Regions from separate parts of the Mus musculus genome. Here region 1 is linked to region 2. Evidence: chromatin contacts called from public Hi-C data. All regions are on one chromosome and are shown on one strand. Each heading gives the region's core, a stretch centred on a gene start, on an enhancer-like site or on the middle of the called end of the contact. The rest is flanking DNA. Distances are from core to core; before and after follow the strand shown.

Evidence for each region. A called contact is a pair of places that touch in the nucleus more often than the background predicts.
Region 1: a contact with region 2 is called in a Hi-C map of pre-B cells, with 2.8 times the contacts expected there. The contact joins the promoter of 4930480C01Rik here to the enhancer-like site in region 2. A contact is called at or near these places in 16 of 39 promoter capture datasets (the 3T3-L1 cell line, the C10 cell line, cranial neural crest and 7 more), 5 of 15 datasets of contacts at CTCF or cohesin (CD8 T cells, the NIH/3T3 cell line, embryonic stem cells and 1 more), 116 of 484 Hi-C or Micro-C datasets (the 63-12 cell line, 8-cell embryo, B cells and 55 more), 35 of 115 datasets of contacts at active chromatin or transcription factors (the 230-238 cell line, CD8 T cells, DN3 thymocytes and 20 more) and 3 of 9 other capture datasets (adipose tissue, embryonic stem cells and liver).

What each region holds. Positions count from the first base shown.
Region 1 is chr5:65,949,813-65,953,152 of GRCm38.p6, forward strand. It overlaps 4930480C01Rik (a long non-coding RNA gene), which reads left to right and starts at 1,531. Exons shown (of 2, transcript XR_376988.3): 1 at 1,531-1,647; 2 at 2,066-2,395. It also overlaps a transcript of Chrna9 not described here.
Region 2 is chr5:65,848,766-65,852,429 of GRCm38.p6, forward strand. The region is part of intron 1 of Gm3521 (predicted gene 3521); the gene reads right to left. Among named protein-coding and RNA genes, the nearest start is that of Gm3521, 7.6 kb to the right of the region's middle. Within about 2 kb of position 2,151, at least 53 of the 459 cell types and tissues checked have an H3K27ac peak or open chromatin away from gene starts, as enhancers often do. A contact at or near this core is called in the 230-238 cell line, the 63-12 cell line, B cells and 19 more, where this site is marked.

The DNA.
Region 1 (3,340 bases), core at 281-2,780, 100 kb after region 2:
GGATAAAGGTGGAAGGAGAAACGAGACTCCACAGACAGGTTGTCTCACTGTCAAATGTCAGCTATGTTCAGTCTCTCCCTGCCTCTACCATGCGCATAATAAAGAGAGACGTAAAAGAAAATACCCCAAAGGGAGGAGAGATGGCTCAGCAGTTCAGAGCACCAGCTGCTCTTGCAGAATATTGGGGTTTGGTTTTCAGCACCCACATGATGGCTCACATCTGCCTATAACTTCAAGGGGCCCAACATCCTCTTTTGGCCTCTGAGGGCACCAGGAACACATATGGTTCACATACATGCACACAGGCAAACCACTAAAAAAAACCAAGAAAAGTAAAAATAAAGAGAAAATATCCCCAAGAGACAACAGTGGTTGTCTCTGATAATGAGATTATAGGAGACTTTTTGTGCCTCTAGATCGTTTGTTTTCATATTTTTCTTTTTTTTTTTTCTGGAATAAGCATGTATTATTTTGTGATGTGAAAGAAGAAAGGAGAGAGAGAGAGAGAGAAAACCATGCCATGCATGGCTGGCCTGAGTCACAAGCTGAATTCTCATGTTTAAATTAGTTTCAGAAACAAGGAGTGGTTTCTAGGCAACGGGCTTGGGAACTCATGGTCACTGCCATTGTTGCTACAGCGTGTGTGCGTGTCTTCGAGAAACTGCACTGGATGAATGCAGACCCGCTAAGGAGAAACAAGCTTTGCCACCCAGTTTTGGTCATGGGGACTTGAGTTACTGTGACCCTAGGGGCAGACAGTTGCCAACGATTTTTTTTTAATTTATTACTAATAAATGACTGAGTTAATGAGGATTGTCATAGGCGAGAAATCTGACAGAAATCTCAGTCATTTCAGAGGGTGTGGGAAACCGAGGGGGGGGGGGGAGCCAAAGCCAATGCCCCCACGCACACCACAATAGCTTTGCCGTGAACTCAGGCCGCCAGGGGCTGTGCCAGACAGATTGCATCTTAAGATGTGAAAAGATTGCTTCACAGTCTCTGTAGTCGTTTACTGTCATTACAGGCAATCCTGGGCAGCCAGGGGGCTTTTAATCGAGAGGAAACACTGAAAACTGGAACCAGGGCAATAAAAGCCTTGGCCCTCACTGTGGACTCTGAAGGGGGCGGAGCCAAGAACCTTATTGTTTCCAGGGCCCTTGTTCTTCCCCCAAGCGCCCACAGAAGGCGTTACTCAGCCCAGGAAGTGTATTCTGTTGACATTGACTACTATATTTTCAGCAAGAAAAGGCGAGTTTCTGAAAAAAATAGTGTCAGAGCTCGGCCCTCTTGTGGCAGAATCTCACATGGTCCAAGATGGCCTGGAACTCTATGTAGCTGGGGGATTGGGAGTGGGGGTGGGGCGATGGGGAGGGGGTGGGGGAAATGGGGGGTGGTGCTGGTCTTGGTTCACTTTATTGCTTCCTTACGCACCCATGATTCATATTCTTTCTCTTTCTCTCACTGTGTGATGTCACCTGCCATGTTATGACACAACACAAAGGCTCTCAGGAGATGCAGCTGCCTAAGATACTGGAACTGTGAGCTATATAACCTTCCTTTCTTTACAACGTATCCAGCCCTAAGTATTTTGTTACGGCAAATCAGACAAATAGAAGGACTAGTATTTACTCGGCCTTTTCTTATGAGGTAATTCTTCAGGACAGGCACGTTTTCATCTTTGTACTCTGGGCTTATCGTACATAGGCTGACCCTACATAGGTTTGTGCTTATCCACTACTCTTCTTGTTTTTTTGTCAGTGATGGGGGCTTCCGTATGGTAGGCAAACACTGTATGACTGAGCTACATCTCCATGTCTCACGGTCTTGAGTGACAAATGCAGCCTGCTTCAGTTTGAATGTGGTTTGAGTGTTCCCTTAAAGGTTTATGCTGGAAGCTACGCCCCCTAGTGGGCCAGTAAAGGATGACATAGAACATTTGAGAGTAGTGCAGTGGCCCGGAGATGGTCAGTGGTTTGTTAGGGGTAATTCACTTGGAGGGGATTCAGGGACTTTTCAGTGGTTTGTGGTGAAAGTCTAATTCTCTCTCTGGCTTCTTGTCTGGCAGTATGGTGGCCTCTGCCATGAGGTCTCTCTAGGACCCAACAGATACTGACACATGCCCTTGAATCTCTAGAGACTCGTGATCTCTGCCTCCTGTGACATCCCAGCCTGGGGCTCCATGGACTCCCTCTTTTCCTAACCTCTCATCGGGAAGATAAATCAACCCCATTCCCCTGTGGTCTACTCCCTCGGCAATACTTAACTCGTTTACCACAGCTTAGCTTACAAGTGTGCCTTTTTTTTTTCCAGACAGTCCACAAACGCACTGATAAAGCAAATATTCTCTTATGAGCCCTGTGCTCTGCTTTCAATAAATGTGTTCAGTACAGATTGAGTAGCGAGAGTTTTGTTGTTGTTTGTATAGGCAGGCTCTTGCCATGCAGCCCAGGCTGGTCTAAAACTCACGATCCCCCTGCCTCAGCCTCTCAAATACTGGGGTTACAGGCCTCTGCCACTAAGTTTGGGTTAGTCTTTAAATTCTTACAGAACTGACTTCCTAGTGTCTGTTCACACTGTAAACGTCTCTAGCCACCTCTCCTTGGCCAAACATTTATTCTTATTTAAAAAGGGTCACCACAATCCTTGATTCCTGTGGTGTTGCAGTTTGAGGTAGGTAAACCTGGAATCTTCTGCCCAGGAGCTTACAGTCTTGTGCATATATTGACTTGGCTGTTTTTCTGGATTTGGATCTAGGGTGGAGCCCACATCTGTTTAGCTTCTTCCATTCTGCCTGGAACCTGCCAGCTCCGAGGCCAAGCAGGGATCTGCTCTGACAAGCTGCGTGTGATGCTGGTGGGAACAAGTACCTGGTGTCTCTAGCAGAGCCTTTACTCCTTTGTACACCTGGCCTCTCAAGGCTGCCCTTTAGGGAACCAGGTCCTCCCCAGACACACATGCAATATAGCCTAAGTCCCAAAGTGCAGCTACTATGTCCCCCAAGGTGGACACAAGGCAGCACTCCTGTTCACGGGAGGCCAAGCAAGACTGCCTGAGGAGGTGTGTTGTGGGAGAGGCTCTCTCTGTTGGCACTCTGAAAGTCCAGACTCTGGCCAAGACTGTCCTGTATTTCATGAGTGTTTATTGGTTACCTCTTATATTTCTGGCATGGAGCTGTGAAGACAATATGTGAAATGGGTCAGCATGGGTTTGGGGAGAGAAATCACGCAACACTGGGATTGAAGAAGAGGTAGGAATGCTAGGTTGATATACCAGTAACTTCAAGAACGTCCTTGAGACAAGGGGGAGATTGGGGAAAAGGCATCCTTAATTACATGACTTT
Region 2 (3,664 bases), core at 901-3,400:
TGCTGAGATTAAAGGCGCGTACCACCACCTCCCAGCACAAACCTTCTCTTTAATATATAGCATCATTTGTTAATTGATGGAAAACCGTGCTGACTCAAGTTCTCATCATTGATAATGTGTTGAAAATCTGTTATTATTTCCAGAACTGATTCTTAGGTTCCTTTTTATATCTCCATCTCCCTTTCTCTGGATCATTGTTCAGCATCTGAGCAAGGAGAAAGTGCCGTTCTGAAAAACAACATTTCCCAGGTGAATCTAAAAAGCACGACTCTCTCTTCTCCAACCCTGGTTACGGGCTGAGGGATTCATCAGTGAATCAGTGCGCTGGCTGGTAGAAGACACAGGAAGGAGACCATCTAAAGGCTTGAGTAATTAAGACTTCTACTCCCCCCCCCCCCATGGAGTGATGTTTTCTGAGTTCCCTGTATTGGGCTTGCATCTTAAATCTCCAGTCAATGCAGATGCTACATAGTGTTTCTGCAGACCACACGGCAGGCTGGTCTTCTCTGCCTCCCAGAACTTTTCTTCTGTCTACTGAGGAGGAGGGGATCTGAGTGGTCCTAGCTAGCGCTCAGTGTTGAGAGCCCTACTTCTTAGGCAGGTTGGTTATGGAAGGAGACAAACCAATGGGGGCTTTGGGGAGAGGGGGGAGAAGGCTGAGAAGAGCAAGGCAAGGGGAGGAAGAAGGAGGGGCAGGCAAGCCTTTGTTGCTTTGTTTTTAAAGACTTCTTATTCAATGCAAGCAGACTCATGTGAGAATCTCTCTCTCTCTCTCTCTCTCTCTCTCTCTCTCTCTCTCCTGTGTGTGAACAACCTCTAATATCATTCCTCAGATGCTGCCCACTTTGGTTTTTGTTGGTTTTGTTTTGAGACAGGGTTTCTCACTGGCTTGGAGCTTGCCAAGTAGGCTAGGCTGGCTGAGCAGTGATCCTCCAGTCTCTGCCTCTCCAGCACTGGGATTACAAGCGAACACCACAACGCCTGACTTTTGTTGTTCTTTGTTTAATTTTTGAGACAGGGTCTGATGATGCCACCCTGGCTGTACTGAAGCTCTCTGTATAGCTCAGTATGGCCTCAAGCTCACAGAGATCCTTCCATCCACCTGCCTGTGCCTTCAGAGTCCTGGGATTAAAGGTGTGCGACACTGTGCCAGTCACTGCTTGGCTTTTGTACAGAGGTTCTGAATATCAAATTCAGGTCTTTGGGCTTGCATGGCAGGCAGTTTACTGATGGGACTGTCGCCCCGGCTCGATGTGCTGAGCAAGTGCTTGCACTTTCTAGCATTGAGTTCTCACTGCAAAGGCTAGGACAGGGTTCTCTAAGGATGCTCTTAGCTCTGTCTCTCGTTTCCTCTAGCATCTCATGCAAGAGGTTTGTGAGAGAGATCAGCTCTACTGTAGAAGCCTTACATGGCTTTGGTCTTTTCTGGGATCAATTTGTCCTTTGAAAGTCAAATTAAATTGCTTCAAATAAATGTGTTTACAATGAATTAGGAGGAAAGGAAAAGAAAAAAAATCAAGTATTTAATTTATGAAAATGCTTAACTTAAAAAATAACATAAAATAATAAAAAGCATAGGATAAATTAACGTGGAGGTGAACTCTTTGTTCAGTAATATGTACAACTGTTGGACCTGTTAGCAAGCCTGTAATCTTAGCTACTCAGGAGACTGAGGCAGGAGGATCACCATTCTGAGGCCAAGGCTGTATGATAAATTTAAGTCCAGCCCTGGAAAACTTTGGGAGACTCTGACAAGAAGAGCCAAACAAACAAACAAACAAAAACTGAAAGAAAAAAAAAGCATATTTCTAATCAAAACAAAACAAAGCAAGACAAAACAACCTTACAGGCCGAACCTTCCAGCTTTCTGAACTAGAAAGGTTCACCCCTCTGGAAAAGCTTGAAGAACTCTAAGGAGAATTCGTGGTTCTGAAGACAGCTCGTGCTTTCTGTTGAGTTTCAATGATTGTTGCCATAATACATTTTTTTCTCAGCGTGGAAACAATGAACCGTCTCCCTGTGCTAGTAGTGTGCTCCACAAGAGTCAAGCTCTTAGGGGTAACAGCACAAAGTCGGCCAAGACTAACCTGCAGAGGTCAGCAGGGGCGCCCTGAGGCCGGCTCCAGAGCTGAGCCCTCTGCCTTCTCACAGGAACAGCAGATTTGGGTGGGGTGGGACCAGATGGGTTTGCCCAGTGACTCGGGAGCTGCAACACTGGCAAGGTTCATAATGAAAACCCAGAATCCTTTGCTTGCGATCTTCTGTTTGCTTAGAGTCTGCCGAGTGTCTGCAGCTGGCACTTCGGTTTGATTTCCTGTATGGTTCTCTGCCCTTCTTGTTTACAGCCTTCTGGCTGTCTTCAGCTGGGGAGTTTCATTCCGATCACGATGAGCGGGTGATAGAAAGCTTAAGATCATTTGTAAGGGCTGTGTACGTGAGTGAGGGACTCACTTATGGGTTACTTTAAATACAAAAGCATCTTGGAAAACTGTCATTAAAATCACCAAAATAGTGGCCCAAACAGTAGCTACCATTTATTGAAATACTGAGTTGCACAGAGGGTGGCTGGTATTCACTGATTCATTAATTCTCTTAATAATGTGTCAGGTACCCCATTTACCAGTTAAGGAAACCAAAGGCAAATAAATAAAAACAGCTTCCTTGAGGTTTCTACAGGAACACTCCTCATGCTCAATTCTATTCAAACGTTACAATATATATATATATATATATATATACACACACACACACACATATACTGTATATATACACACACATACACATATATATACAGTATATACACACATATATACCGTATATATACAGTATATATATACACTGTGTGTATGTATATATATACATACACACACACAGACACACACACACACACACACATATGTGTGTGTGTGTGTGTCTGTGTGTCTGTGTGTCTGTGTGTGTAAGGCTTCATAAAGCTAAAACGTGAATTGACAGGTAAACGGACTTCACCTTTCCTATCATGGGGTATCATGCAGCTCAAACGATGTGGCTATTCAGTTTTCCAGGACTAGATAGATACCTGCCCTGTGTCAGTTGGTTAAAATAAAATAAAACTAAACTGCAAAACAATGTGTGTTGTGTGGCTCTCTTCCTGGAAAAAAGAAAACACGGTATGCAAAAAACAGACGTGGCACAAGCTGTAGGGAGCTGTTCTCTTAAGTGTGATTGTGGCTTTTACTTCAAGGTCCAAGGTCCTTGTTCAAACTTGACCACCAAAGGAGGATGGTAGGAATAGGAGAACAGTTGCCATCATTGGGGACGCTTCTGGCAGTCGGGCAGTGGCTTGGTGGAGGGGTACAAAAGCCAAGCAGTGACTGGCACAGTGTCGCACACCTTTAATCCCAGGACTCTGAAGGCACAGGCAGGTGGATGGAAGGATCTCTGTGAGCTTGAGGCCATACTGAGCTATACAGAGAGCTTCAGTACAGCCAGGGTGGCATCATCAGACCCTGTCTCAAAAATTAACTAAGTGCGTAGAAGCAGGAGAATCAGAAAATTAAAGCCATCCTTGGCTATGAGCTCAAGGTCAGCCGGGGTTATGTAAGACCTTGACTCAAAACAAAACAACAGCAACCAAACCCAACCTGTACAACAACCCAGTATCTACACTGTTGGTTATTTAGGT